Linked DNA regions of Sus scrofa: all the other regions are linked to region 1. A link is a contact called in public Hi-C and promoter capture Hi-C data. All regions are on one chromosome and are shown on one strand. The core of a region is the stretch at or near the end of the contact, and the rest is flanking DNA. Distances in the headings are between cores, read along the strand shown.

What was found. Promoter capture Hi-C pulls out the DNA fragments that hold promoters and counts their contacts. A called contact is a pair of places that touch in the nucleus more often than the background predicts.
Region 2: a contact with region 1 is called in a promoter capture Hi-C map of liver, with 17 times the contacts expected there. The contact joins the promoter of ATP5O here to the enhancer-like site in region 1. A contact is called at or near these places in 3 of 5 promoter capture datasets (fetal liver, liver and skeletal muscle), 15 of 47 Hi-C or Micro-C datasets (alveolar macrophages, embryonic fibroblasts, fetal heart ventricle and 10 more) and 2 of 2 datasets of contacts at active chromatin or transcription factors (alveolar macrophages and skeletal muscle).
Region 3: a Hi-C map of brain shows a contact between it and region 1, with 5 times the contacts expected there. The contact joins two enhancer-like sites. A contact is called at or near these places in 2 of 47 Hi-C or Micro-C datasets (brain and omental adipose tissue) and 1 of 2 datasets of contacts at active chromatin or transcription factors (alveolar macrophages).

The regions. Positions count from the first base shown.
Region 1 is chr13:197,810,724-197,815,433 of Sscrofa11.1, forward strand. No RefSeq gene overlaps it. Among named protein-coding and RNA genes, the nearest start is that of SLC5A3, 120 kb to the left of the region's middle. Within about 2 kb of position 1,953, at least 52 of the 83 cell types and tissues checked have an H3K27ac peak or open chromatin away from gene starts, as enhancers often do. A contact at or near this core is called in brain, fetal liver, fetal skeletal muscle and 6 more, where this site is marked.
Region 2 is chr13:197,516,972-197,521,681 of Sscrofa11.1, forward strand. ATP5O (ATP synthase, H+ transporting, mitochondrial F1 complex, O subunit) reads right to left here and starts at 2,559. Exons shown (of 7, transcript NM_001044606.2): 1 at 2,508-2,559; 2 at 1,040-1,090. The coding sequence starts at 2,543.
Region 3 is chr13:197,540,231-197,544,940 of Sscrofa11.1, forward strand. No RefSeq gene overlaps it. Among named protein-coding and RNA genes, the nearest start is that of ATP5O, 23 kb to the left of the region's middle. Within about 2 kb of position 2,766, at least 35 of the 83 cell types and tissues checked have an H3K27ac peak or open chromatin away from gene starts, as enhancers often do. A contact at or near this core is called in brain, where this site is marked.

The sequences.
Region 1 (4,710 bases), core at 703-3,202:
TTTTTCTTCAAACTGAATGCCCTGGGGTGACTGCAGTGGCTGATGGTTTGGTGCCTGGCATCAAGAATAGTTTACCAGAATAGCATGGAATATTCTTTGTTTACTGAAATGGCAGGCAACCTTTTTTTTTTTTTGGTCCACACAACCACCACCTTTTTTTAGTTCCAAAACATTTTCATCACTCTGCGCATGCCCCCCCTCCCCACCCCCTCCCCCCAAAATATCCCATGCTCATTAAGCTGTTAGTCCCTAACTCATTCTCCCAGCCCCTGGCCACCCCCAACTGCTTCCTGTCTGACCACTTCTGGATGTGTCATAGAAGTGGAATCATACAGTGCATGTCCTTTTGTGTCTGTCTTCTTTCACTTGGCGAAATGTTTTCAAGGTTTATCCATGTTATTGAGTGTACATAATCCCTTTTTTAAAAAAAGTTATTTTCTTGTTATAGTTGATTTACAATGTTGTGCCACTTTCTGCTGTACAGCAAAGTAACCCAGTTATACATATATATGTGTGTGTGTATAATATGTGTGTGTATACACACACATTCCTTTATTTTCTGTTATCTTCTATCATGAACTACCCCAAAAGCCTGGATATAGTTCCCTGTGCTATACAATAAGACCTCATTGTTCTCCATTCTAAATGTAATAGTTTGCATCTGAACATCATTGCTTTTTATGCCAGAGTAATATTTCATTGTATGGATATGCTCCCATATTTTATTTATCTGATCATCTGTTGATGGACACGGGTTATTTCCACATTTTGGCTACTGTGACTAATGCTGTAATAAACATTCCCGTACAAGCATCTGTTTGGAGTACCCATTTTCAATTCTTTTCAATGTACACCTGGGAGTGGAGTAGCTGGGTCACAAGGTAATTCTCCACCTAACTTTTGAGAAACGTATTAACACCATTTTTTTTTTCTCAGCCATACCCATGCAGAAGATCCCAGGGCCAGGGACGGAACTCCTGCGAGACGCCAGATCCTCAACCTGCTGAGCCACCAGGGAACCCCATAACCCCATTTTTAAAAGTAAGGAATCTGAGGCTCAAGGAAATTGAGTTGTCTAAGGTCACATGACTAGTAAGTGACACAGCCGGCACTAGGACCCAGAAGCTAATACTGCTGTCATTCTAAGGACCCTGACCTGAGGGGAACATCATTCATTCACTCGCCAAACATCCCCCAAGGGAGCGAGCTGGCCTTTGTGGCAGCTTCAACAGTAACTCTCAGAAAGGAACTTCCTAACGCCAGAAACTTCAGCAGAGAACAAAACAAGGGGAGTATTTTAATCATAAATCAACAGGAGTTGCTCACACATAAATCCCATTATGCAGACAATCTATCTGAGCACAGCGACGGTCTCTCAAGGCTCGCTGCACATTTAACGTCAGGGTATGAAGTTCGTGCTGATTCTCCAACCGTCAGAAAAGAGCCACTTTTCCCTATTTCTGGTTTTAACTGTCTGCATTTTTGGATTGACCCTGGGGGGGAGGGGAGTGCGTGGAAACGGATTCGGTTCTGAAGTTCCGATTCGATGGAGAAGCCTGTGCCAATCACTGTCCAAAGAGAAACTCTTGGCGGCATGGCTGCTCAAAGGGTTAAATGCCAGGGCCAGACGGAGACTAAAGGGGGAGTGGGTGTTGGCGGGCGAATTCGGGATGCGGAGGCAGCAGGACTTGGGCATTGGGAATCTTATTTTCCAGTGGTTTCTAAGGGAATTTTACTATGAAGAGGCAAATTCTAATCTCCCTCGCCCTTTCCCGGCTCACTGGAGCATTTTCTGTGTAGAAAGGTGACATCCAAAGGCTGGAGCTTAGCTGGGTTTGAAAACAGACGCCGGCTCCCCCCTCCCACCCTCCCTCGACTCCCCTCCCTGGCCCCGCTGACCTGATTAATCAGAACCCTGCCAAGCCCACTGAGGAGGGCTCCCAGGCTAATCTAATCTCCGTCCCCAAGCGGGGACAGACACCCCCGCTCGGCCAATGAGACGCAATTGTGCAAGCTCGGCCGGGCGGTGGAAAATTCCATGCGCCGGGCGGGCGGCTGCCGCGGCCCCTGGCGGCGGCGCGCGCTCAGCATCCTGCATCCCCGGGTCTCTGGGTCCCCACGTCCCTGGGTCTTGGGCCGGGCCCGCTGCTTCGGGAGCCCCTCCAAAGCCGCCCAGTTTCGGGGCACTTTCAGGCCAGTCACCGTGCAGGAGCTGTTTTTGTTTTTGTTTTTGTTTTCTCTCAAGTTACCCCCACCTCTCTGCGAGAGGAGCTGTCAGCAAATCAAAGAGAGGCTGGCGAGGGTGTGTGTGTATTGGGGGGAGCCCTGTGGTGGCATTTCCCCCTCTGGTGAAGAGTGTGCTGGGGGTGTGTGTGATATCAGCCACCGTCCCCAGCCCCCGCCTTGCCCACCGAAGCCATTAAGTCCTGCCTGCAATCGCCCCTCGGGTTCCTCGTCAGGGCTTTACAACCCAATAAGTATGCGGAGAATGAATGAATCGACCACCTTTCTAGATCCATCCACCAGGAACTACTGGCACCCCTTTGGAAGTGGCTGGTGGGTCCTAGAGAGCGAAGGGTTTAGGAATCGGCAAAGGTGTGTGTATATATAATAAGGGAGCCTGGAGACCCAGAGCTGCAGAGGAACCTAAGGTAATAGGATCCGTGCCCTGATCCAGAGACGCACAGAAAATTCCAGGGAGGCACATCTTGCTCCGTCTGCCATTGCGCGGAGGAGGGGATCCTGATCCGAGATGGAAGGATAGGAGCTAGCCAGGCAAAGAAGGGGGAGGAGCGGGGAGCCTGAGTTCCAGTCCCCGGAGTGAGGCTGCTGCGCAGGCCATAGCGTTTCTAGCGTTTCTACTAAGCTGGGCTGTGTTAAGAGATCGCTATCTTAACTCCACGTGAAGCCCTGCAATAAATCCTCATGATTTCAAGGATTCCAGGCCTGTTTCTGCTCCTCGCAGTGTAAAAGAGCCTAGTGAACACAGTCCAAAAATCAGAATGCAACCTTGCCTCTGAGCGCCTCTGCCAGAAGACATCACAAAAGCTTCTCCTGAGATTGGAACGGGGAGCGGGATCGTGGGCCTCAGCCCTGTGGGAGGGGAAAGGAGAAAATAAAGACAAGTATGAGGCTTCGGGAGGACCCCGTAGGACAGAAGGCTAAGAAAGGGCCGTCCTGGGCCTGAAATAGGTGAGCTGAGCTGAGGTTAAGAAGACAGGAAACCCTGGCTGCCCTAGTTCTGCTAGCGACCTGCTGAAGATTCTGGAAAAGCTCCCACAGTTCCCTGAGTCTTAGTTTTTAACCTCTGTAAAAATCCATATAATAACAATTCCTGAGACAACGAAATGAGACAAAAGACAATGGAATTATGTCTCTAAGACTGTTTGTTAAGGAATCTATGGAAGTGTTTTTTTATCCGCATGCATAAACAATAGACATGGTTAAGTTGAATTAACTTAGACCAAGAGTCACTGCTACATTAATATATGGCTACATGTATTAAGGTAGTCGATAAATATTTATTGAACAGCTCTTATGGGCCCAGGGATACAGCACTGAAGACAACACAACAATCCCTGCCTTTGGGAAGATCCTACTGTCTTAGGGGAGACAGATGATAAATAAGAAAGCAAGAGTATTTCAAGTGGTGATAAGTGATGAAAAAACAGCAGGAGAGAAGGATGGGGGGTGATTTTGAATAGGGCCAGGAGAAAGAGCCTCATTGAGAAGGTGGTCTTGGAGCAGATGACAAGGAGGTGAGGGGGTGAGCCCTGTGGATTTCTGGGGAAAGAACATTCCAGATGTGTGTGGGGGGCGAGGGCAGAGAGTGCAAAGGCCCTGAGGTGGGACTGTGGTTCTCCCTGTTGGAGGAGCAGGCACTATTGCTGGAGGGGAGTGGGTGATGAGGGTGGGATTAGGGGCTGGCGAAGTGAGATGGGGAGCAGGGGTTAGGAAAAGCTTGATGGGCTTTGAAGGGCCCTGGCTTCTGCGGTGAGGGTTCTGGATGGTCACTGGACAGCACTGCTGAGGCTCCCCCTTGGGTCTTATGACTGCAATGCAACTTTGGACTCCGAGAAGCCGCCGGCAAGCCTTTATCAAAAGCTTTGCTGTGTTCGAGCGTGTGCTGGGGGCTTTGGAGAATAGAAGGAAGTAGAATGCAGATCCCGGGTTCCAGGAGGCCACAGTCTTATTGGGAATGTGGTTTAGCTATAACGCAGTTGCTCATACTCACTAAATTGCAAGGAGGGGGCTCTGAAAACAGGAGGAAACTGGGGAGCTCTGAGAATCCTAGGAGCAACCTGGGATTGTGCTGGGATCTAAGCTGGGGCCCATCGTGATAGCCGGTGGACCCAGGCAGTGCCAGAAGTTGAGAAGCAGAAAGGGGCCCTCTTCTCCCGGTGGGTGGGTGGGTGGGGGTGGCCTGCAGCCCCTGGCAGCCCCTCACTTGCAGGCCAGTGTTGCCAGCCTGCGGTTGGGCTGCTTAGACAGTCCTCCACGTGGAAAGAAAAAGCCTCACAAAGAAGTAAATGACTTCCCCCGTTGCTGGATGGATGGACTCCTCCCTGAGGAAATCACAAAATGGAATCAGGTGTCTGGGCTGCGGCCCTCCCGTCTTTAACTAGGCCAGTCCCGGGTCCTGGGCCAAGGGCCTGGGGGCAGCTGCATTCTGCTGACAGGCCTGTCTCCTTTCCAAGTCTCTGCCTCCCC
Region 2 (4,710 bases), core at 1,309-3,808, 290 kb before region 1:
CATGTCAAGGCCCTTCCCACTCTACCTATAATTTCATTACATTAATTTTGAGATGAGCTTAGAATTCCTTGGAACGCAATAATGATTCAGTTCCAATTTGGGGAGGTTTTAAACACTGATAAAAGGCAGTTCTGAATACGTGAGAACTAGGAAAACGGTGTTTATGAAACATGCAAGCACACCTTTATACATTTCCTAGCAAGACTATCAATTCCCTCACTGAGCTTCCCCATCCAGGTTCAGTTTAATGGAGCCCAAGAGCAATTTACTCTGTGCCTAATGCTAAAATTAATTTTTACAGTGAATTGTAGGCTTTTTATTTTTTGTATTTTTGGTTTTTTAGGCTGCACTCACAGCATATAGTGGTTCCACGCTAGGGGTCAAATTGGAGCTATAGCTGCTGGCCTATGCCACAGTCAAGCAACGTGGGATCCAAGTCACATCTGTGACCTACACCATCGCTCACAGCAACACTGGATCCCCGACCCACTGAGTGAGGCCAGGGATCACACCCGCATCCTCATGGATACTAGTCAAATTCGTTTCTGCTGCGCCCCAACAGGAAACTCCTGAATTTAAAACCACACTACCATCAAGTATGACTACATATGCTGAGTGGTACTGTAGTACGATTATAGTGGAAAAGCTTAGGCTCTGAGAGAGATTTCGTTTCGGTCCAGCTCTAAGACTAAGCTGAATAACTTTGGGAAAGTCTTCCCAAACGCTGTTTCTTCTTTGGCAAAGATGGGAAAACTAGCTACTTCCCACCACTGTTATGGGGTTTTAAGAAATTCCCATAATTAAAAGTTATGTGTGGGCCTGTCGCACAGTAGGCCTTCAACATTACATTGTTCCCTAGCCCCTCATGTTTTGGGAACCACAACACATGTGTTTTGTTCCCTAACACATCATGTTTTGGGAACCGCAAATCATGCAGAAAGGTTCAAGTCGGAATGATACAGAATCCATGCCCTACGTGTATTGGTGTCTGACTCACACACATTCATCTGCTTTATAATCACAAAATAAGGTGACATACCCTCACAAGCTTGGCAAATGGCCTGACCACAGATGTACTGAAGCATCGCACCTTAGCAACGAAAAGAGAAAGGAGATCAAATGAGATTACTTCAAGGATTTTTGCACTTAAACCAAAGTAAAAAACAGTAAGTATGACATTTAAATGATTCGTTTCTTTCTTTTTAGGGCTGCACCTGCAGCATATGGAAGTTCCCAGGCTAGGGGTCAAACTGGAGCTATAGCTGCTGGCCTACACCACAGCCACAGCAACACCAGATCTGAGCTGGGTCTGCCATCTACACCACAGCTCACGGCAACGTCAGATCCCCGACCCACTGAGTGAGGCCAGGGATGCAGCCTGCATCCTCATGGATACTAGCCAGATTCGCTTCTGCTGCACCACAACGGCAACTCCTAAATGATTCGTTTCTTGTGTTTCTTTGTATCATCACAGATTACACGAGGGTGGGCTGTTCTTTTTTGCCTAGGAGTAAATTTCCCCACTGAGAATCATCCCAGCAGCTTGGGAAACTGCAGGCCCACTCACTTCCTAGTTTACTAAAACAGGCTGAGGCTAGCACACCAGTATCAGAGAGAAGAAACCAAATTTAATGAAACACGCTGTTCCAAAAAATTTAATGCGACTTTTGGCATTTATATTACTACCCTTGGGCGTGGTTTTAATAAAAAGTGGGAGGATTCCAGGAATGATTTGCAAGAGATGTACCTTCTTAGACTCGAACTGCTATCTGAAAATAAAGATGAATTCTTTGGGTTACCCAGCAGTCTGTTGTGAGAACAGATCCCAGTATCTTGCAGATACTACCTTGAGATTGTTGAGACAGTATCACCTTGTCTATCAAGAGTTGGAATTCGTAATTTAAAAAGCACCTGCAAGGGCACAGGTCACCTTCAAGTAATCCCGGCTCTGGAATGTACTCGAAAGGTTGTGAGGATTAACAGACCGTAACACTTAGGAAACCTTACGGAAGCTATACGTAAGGAATCATGCAGTATGAAGAGCACGAATTTTCTTTCAAACTCTATCTTCTGTGGGTTCGAATCTCAGCTCTACCCCTTATTCGCTCAGCAGCCAAGGACGAGTCATTTAAACCTTTCGGTCTCATTTTCTTTATAAAAAGGTGGAATGTGTTTCACAAATATTCCTTAGCATTACTGGTGACCTCTACGACAAAGATGGAGCCCCCTTCTCCTGTGCCCCTCAAAGCAGCTACTTTCTAGGGGTGTGCTCTGAGGACACCAAATGCAGACATGCGCAGCCCCGCGCCCACCGCCCTGCGCGCATCCCGGGGGGAAGCCGGGCCGTCCGGCTGCCTGCTCTCGCCCCCGCTCTCCTGGCCCCACGACCTTGAACGGCAGCCACGCTCCCCCAACTGTGGCCTCAAACCGTAGCGCTTAGAGGCCTGGTATGGGTCACCCCAGGAGGGTTCCTTCCGCTGGCTTTCAACACCGCCATTCTCTCTCACCTGCCGGGAAAGCCCGGACACTGCTTGGGAGGCCATCTTCTCCTGGGAGGCTGTAGGTCAAACCCTACTTGGCGAGAGAGAACGAGAGCGCATGCGTGCGTCAGCGTAGTCGCTCGGCTGCTGGGAAATGTAGGCCTAGGTCGTCAAATCTCATGCGCAGGAATCTTCCTCAGGCTGGGAGCTGTAGTCCTTAGGAGCGGGTGGTCAGGGCGGAACCTACAGGGCTGGGGGTGGGCTAGTGGTTTGGGTCAGCCCCTGGAAATGAAGTGTATACGTTACTAACTGGCCTTTACTGTAGGATGGATGTATTGCCACTAGTTTTAAATTTCCATTGGGATAAGTACGGTGACATTTATTCCATGTCACCTTCGTCGCTAGCATCATTAGCGTGTTTACCTTTCTTACCCAAAGGGTATATCGAGCGTAGATCCGCGCACTGTGTATACCCCCACCCCCACCCCGCAAACCCGGGCCTTATAGCTCTAGCAGGGGACATTTTGTGACCAGTACCTCTGTCCCACCTTCGCCCCATCTCACTTGAGTACAGCATTGACCTCTTGGTTTGTGCAGGCATGTGAGGGTCTGCTGTTTAAATACTTCCTTCTGGTAGAGCAGAGTGATTATCTGAGAATCAGACCTAAAAATAGAACTGGGGTTTGAGCAAGTGTGACATTGAAACTGAGAACCCCAAACTAGCTCTGGTTAGTTTCTCTGCATTTATATTATTATTATTACTTTTTGGTATTTTTAGGGCCGCACCCCCTGCATATTGGAGGTTATGGAGGTTCCCAGGCTAGGGGTCTGATGGGAGCTGTAGCCGCTGGTCTAGCCACAGCCACGCCATATCTGTCAGATCTCAGCAGCGTCCACAATCTACGCCACAGTTTAGGGCAACGCTGGATTCTTAACTCACTGAGCGAAGCCAGGCATCAAACCTGCATCTTCATGAATATTAGTCAGATTGGTTTCCCCTGAGCCACAGGGGGCGGGGGCGGGGGCGGGGGGGGGCGACTCCTCTCTGCATTTATAAAAACAACCTCTTTACACCCCATTTCCCCCTAAACAGAACTTACTCTAATTTTCTCTTCTATAGGGTTGGAATTCCCTAGTTGCAGTAATGGAGTTCTATAGTCAATTAAAAAGTGTTTTTCTACTCAGATCTATTCTTTTCTACAGGAAAACAGATGAAGTCATTAATTTACTTTTTGACTGCAGTTTTCTTTTTTCTTGCCTTTTTTTAATGCTCACCTGCAGCATATAGAAGTTCCCAGGCTAGGGGTTGAATGGGAGCTGTAGCTGCTGGCCTACACCGCAGCCACAGCAAAGCCGAGTCTGCGACCTACAGCACAGCCCACGGTAGTGGTGGATCCTGACGCACTGTGCAGGGCCAGGAATCCAACTGAGTCCTCATGGATACTAGTGGGGTTTGTTACCGCTGAGCCACAACGGGAACATTTGAGTGCAGTTTTCTCATCCTTACAAAAAACTTGTTAGAAGGCAGAATCTATTTTTCTGGAATGTTATTGCCCTCTTTTCTACCACCCATAAGCAGCTGTTGTCAATATTTGGTACGTTATCTCCCATTACTTTTTCAGATAGTGGCCTGGTCTACCCAGTCTTGAATCCCAGTCCTTTCATTGACCTTGACACAACTATATAACTTCTCTGCGCTTCAGTTTTCTTATCTGTAAAGTGGTTATTATAATAGCACCTACCTTACAGGGTGTTAGGAAAAATAAACTATACATACGAATGTACATACACACATATGTATTTAGCATTCAGAGCAATTGTCTGACAGACTGGTAGTCACTAATATTCTTTATTTTGTGTTTGTTTTTATTACATAGACAGATTCGCAATCTACATAATTTAGTGTCTTGCCTTTTTCCTTAATACAAGAAAAAAGATACTAAATTATATGTGGATTGTAAATATATGCTTACAATATAATATAAGCATGTTTCCAAGTGAGAAAATGATCATAAACATAATTTTAATGTTGCAGAATAACCCATCAAGTAGATATTCTATAACTTGATCATTCAATGATTTTTGAACAATAAACGGTTGCTTTTTTCCCCGTTTAAAACAATGCTGCATTTCCAGAGCATCTTTAGACACAAACTTTTTTCTTCCCACCTAGGATAACTTCCAAATAGATTTCCAGGGCTGGCAGAACTTGGTGAGAAGGTATGAACAC
Region 3 (4,710 bases), core at 1,516-4,015, 270 kb before region 1:
ATATTTTCATAATGAAAAGTAAAAAGTAATTTCCTGCCTCATGTCCTTTAACCCTGCAAGTGGATTTAATGTGTGTAACTAAAGCACTCAAGGTTAATAATGGACTAATATGTGATTGCTGCAAGAGAGCATTTACACTTTTTTTTTTTTGGCAAGAAATAGATTTATTAGAATAGGACGCTTGTGAGAGAGGCAAGTGGGCAGGCAAGGAAACTTTGCCGAGAGCATTTCCATTTTTAACAAGGATCTGCAATGTCTTAATCTGAAGAAGCAAATATTTTGGGAATTTCAGGCATTACTCCAACCTGATGGGAGAAGTATTTTGTATTAGCTGGAATTCTTTCCTTCCCTACTTTATGTCTATGAGTGGAATTGGTCCTGATCCCTGACTTTGGGGACACTTTTGACTATCATTACTTTTTTCTTTTCCAATAGTGCTTGCTTACTTTCTCTTTTTCTCTCCCTTCCTTCTTTCCTCCCTCCCTCTTTTTCTTCCTTCCTTCCTTCCTTCCTTTTCTTTCTCTCTCCTTTCTTCCTCCCTCCCTAACTTTCTTCCTTCATTCCATCCTTTCTTTTTTGCTTTTTAGGGCCACATGTGCAGCATATAGAAGTTCCCAGACTAGGGGTTGAGTCAGAACTGCAGCTGCCAGCCTAACTTGGGATCCAAGCTGCATCTGCAACCTACACCACAGCTCATGGCAATGTTGGATCCCCAACCCACTGAGCAAGGACAGGGATCGAACCCGCATCCTCATGGATACTAGTCAGATTGTTTCCACTCTGCTACAATGAGAACTCCTCCAATAATGCTTTTTAGTAACGTGCTGTTGTGTAATGTTCGAAATGCTTTCATTGGCAACTCCTAGATCCTCATTCCTTTTGTGTGAGTGGACATTAAGTATAGAAACAAATAGGGTTCCAAGGGGTTAATTGGATTTAGTTATTGGAGTGGTTAATCAATTCTTTCATTTATCTATCTCTCCTCCAAACAGGAAGCATGAACCGAGCATCTGCTATCTATCTGCTGTGGTGCTAAGCTGATGTGATGCAGGTACACAAAACAGTGTCTGACTTGGAGGTGCTCACACTCTGGGAGGAAAATATCTAAACAGATGTGAAATTCACTCAAAGATAAATATCTAAGTGAATATATCTAAGAGGCCGAGAGCTTCATGGAGAAGATGAGATGTGTGCTGGGCCGTGCAAAATAAGCAGACGTTCGTCCCATGCTCAATAAATGTCAGAATCAGAACCTGAACCCAGGGATCCTGTGGTCTGTCTGGTCCAGCACAATTTTTTTGTTTTGTTTTTTTTTTTTTTTTTTTTGCTTTTTAGGGCCACTCCTGGTGCATATGGAGGTTCCCAGGCTAGGGGCCTAATTGGAGCTACAATCTGCCGGCCTATATCACAGCCACAGCAACGCCAGATCCAAGCTGTGTCTGCAAATTACACCATAGCTCATGGCAACACTGGATCCCAAAACACAGAGCGAGGCCAGGGATTGAACCCGCAATCCTCATGGATTCATTTCCACTGTGCCATTATGGGAACTCCGAGCACAGTTTTTTTTTTTTTTTTTTTTGGAGGATGTACCCATGGCAGGTGGAAGGTCCAGGGCCAGGGATTGAACCTGAGCCACAGCAGTGACTGGAGCTGCAGCAGCAATAACGCTGGCTCCCTAACCCACTGAGCCACCAGGAAACTCTTGGTCCAGCACAATTTGTGTGGCAAATGCGCTTCTCTTTTTTTCATCTGAAAATCCCGGTTTTCTTTGTGTCTTATAACTCCTGCTGGATTTTTCTGAAAGCCTTATAATGATGCTGTCATCTGCACTGCACAAAGTGAAGCAGAGCTCTTTGTTGGGGAGAAAGGGAGCAGCAGGCTGCTGGAAAGGAATGGGTGGAAGGCAGAATGCTGACCAGGGTACCGTCCCTTCTAGCCCAGAGACGTTCCGTTTCAGCATCCTCGCACTTGGTGACTTTCCAGGCAGCTGATGGCGTGGAGAACCTCAGTCCTGTTTACCTGTTCTCCCAGCCATTACTCACCTCGTCCCACACACCCCCACACTCGCACACAAAGCCGTGGAGTGACATCAAGAAAAAAAAAAAATCAAACCCCTTCCCCCAACCCCATTCTAAAATGTCAAGTGGTTCAGTTTGGAGGAGAAAAGAAAGCTGAAGAAAGCATGACTCATGACAGGGCTGACAAACAACTATCTGGAGGTATGCTGGTGAGTCACGTAGTGGAGATCAGCCTTTATGTTGTGAAAAGGACCGGGGATTGAAGGAGCATCATGGGACCAGCCAGTAAAATTCCACTAGTGTCTGAAGCCGATTTGGAGGTAATTTAAAAAACCCTGGGCTTTTTCCAGCCCCAGTCCCGCGCCGGGCTCCACGTCCCCTCAGGTATGTTGATCTATACAGGAAATCAGAAAGAAGGATTATGCATAACTGGAACAAAACCACTATTGTCTTTCCATGCCCAGTGCCATGCCGAACCAGCCCTGTTTGCTTCATCGAGCCAGCGAGACTGCTGAATTTTCTTGAAGGGTATTGGGTTGCTAGGCAACAGCGCTGGCAGCATCCATCATGCCCGGCAATGTCAGTGGCCCCGAGTGTGGCCGGCAGAACACGCCTGCTTCCCTCCCCCACCTCCCCTCGCACCCCTCCCCCATGCAAACGTTAATTTGAATCTTGGGGACAGGACCTGTGCCAGGTGATTCTGTGTATAAAACACCACGGGGCAGCACATGAAGCACAAATATTGTTTTTGGTTGCAAAGCAGTGCATGTGACGTAGTTGAAAATACAGCCTCATTTGTGTACACTCCTCACATAAAGCATGGAGGCATAATTTTGAAAGCCTGCACGTCAAATATCCTGGTGTGTTCTGCCTTTACATCATTTTTTTTCTCTCTCTCTCTCTGCCCATATACAGCATCTTGTTTACACCCTGTCCTGTCCATATCTCTCTCCCTCCCTTTTTTCTGTGGTCTCCTGGGTGATGGAGCTATTGTTTGCCTGTAGGGCTATGTGGACAAAAGGGAGCCTATTTCTACATGGGAGACAGCCCTGTGGTTAATCTTTGCAGGCTGCCGTTCACAAGGGCTGTCACTGTGGCACCTTTGCTCAGGAAGTGCCCATTTTCTGGGTAGAGTCTCCACCTGGGTCCCATCTGTCTGTGCCTTTTACTTCCTTTCAAGGGGCAGCAGGCTGTGTAAGTGGATAGAGTTCCAGAGGCAGAGTGTGGACAGGAGAGGATCAGCACTGGAGTTAGACCCACATTCAAATCCTTTCCTTTCTCCTATCAGCTCTGGTGTCTTTGGCAAGCTTCTTTCCCCACTTCTGAAAAAGACGTTAATAAAAACCACCTCCCTGCACTATGGGGAGGGCTGAGTGCGTTAACGCTTCCATATGCCTGGCTCCCAGTATTTATTAGGTGGCAGATATTATAAGGATTGAGAGAATTGCAGATGATTCCCAGTTGAAAGGAGGTTTAAAATCTGGTGCAGCCCAACAAGGGATTCTAATCCTCCTGCTTCTCCCAGCGGAATCAGGGCAGGATCCAGTTAGACTGCCAAAGCGACGCTTCTTGATAGGGTTGGGCTCTAAGTTTTCAGGCTACTGGCCCAGTGATCTTTTTTTTTCTGGGCCCATTATGATCTCTATTCCCTTCCTTAAAGTTATCTTGGCTTTGGGGGGTCTTATGGGGGACTGATGTTCCTCCTTCTATAACTGAACAAGGTTACCTGGCAGGAAGATTTGGTTGATTGCGAGACTTTGATGTGATCAAGGCCTGGAATTTTTTTTTTTTTCTTTTCTTTTTAGGGCTGCACCTGTGACATGTAGATGTTCCTGGGCTGGGGTCAAATCAGAGCTGCAGCTGCTGGCCTACACCACAAGCCACAGCAATGCGGATCTGAGCTGCATCGGTGACCCCACGGCTCACAGCAATACAGGATCCTCAACGCACTGAGCAAGGCTAGGGATCGAACCTGCATCCTCATGGGTACCATGTTGGGTTCTTAACCTGCTGAGTCACAATGGGAATGCCAAGACCTGGAATTTGACTGGAGGCCTGATGAAGCTGAAGGATGTGCCCCCAGGAGCCTGGGAGGATGACACTGTGGGGTTTTCCTCTGATAGTGCTAGCCTGCTTTACGCTCGCTCTGCTCTGAAGCCTTCAAGCAAGAACTACATCTAATGCCCACTCAAGGCTGGGCTCCTAAACAGGAAATAGATGAGATGCCTTATCTGATGGTGACTTTCTAATTCTAGGTTTTATTTAACTTAATTAAATTAATTAATTAATTAATTAATTTATTTTTTGTCTTTTTGCCTTTTCTAGGGCCGCTCCCGTGGCATATGGAGGTTCCCGGGCTAGGGGTCTAATCGGAGCTGTAGCCACCAGCCTACACCAGAGTCACAGTAATTCTAGGTTTTAAACCACAACCACCAAAGATGGTGGGTGCCAGCAAACCTTCCTCAGGTATCACCAGAAGTGCTATTTCCCACATTTAAAGACCCTCTTCTCCACTCTCTAGAATCTGTGCCCTTAGAGAAACCATGCCCCTTGAAGGGACGTTCCCAGCCAAGGAAGAGGCAAGCGAACAGCCTTCAGCTCTAGCCTGGGCCAGCCAAGTCCTGCTGTCAGTTGGGCTTGCCACTCCTCTTTAGGACCTTGGGAAGAGGAGCAAGGGATGGGTCTGGGT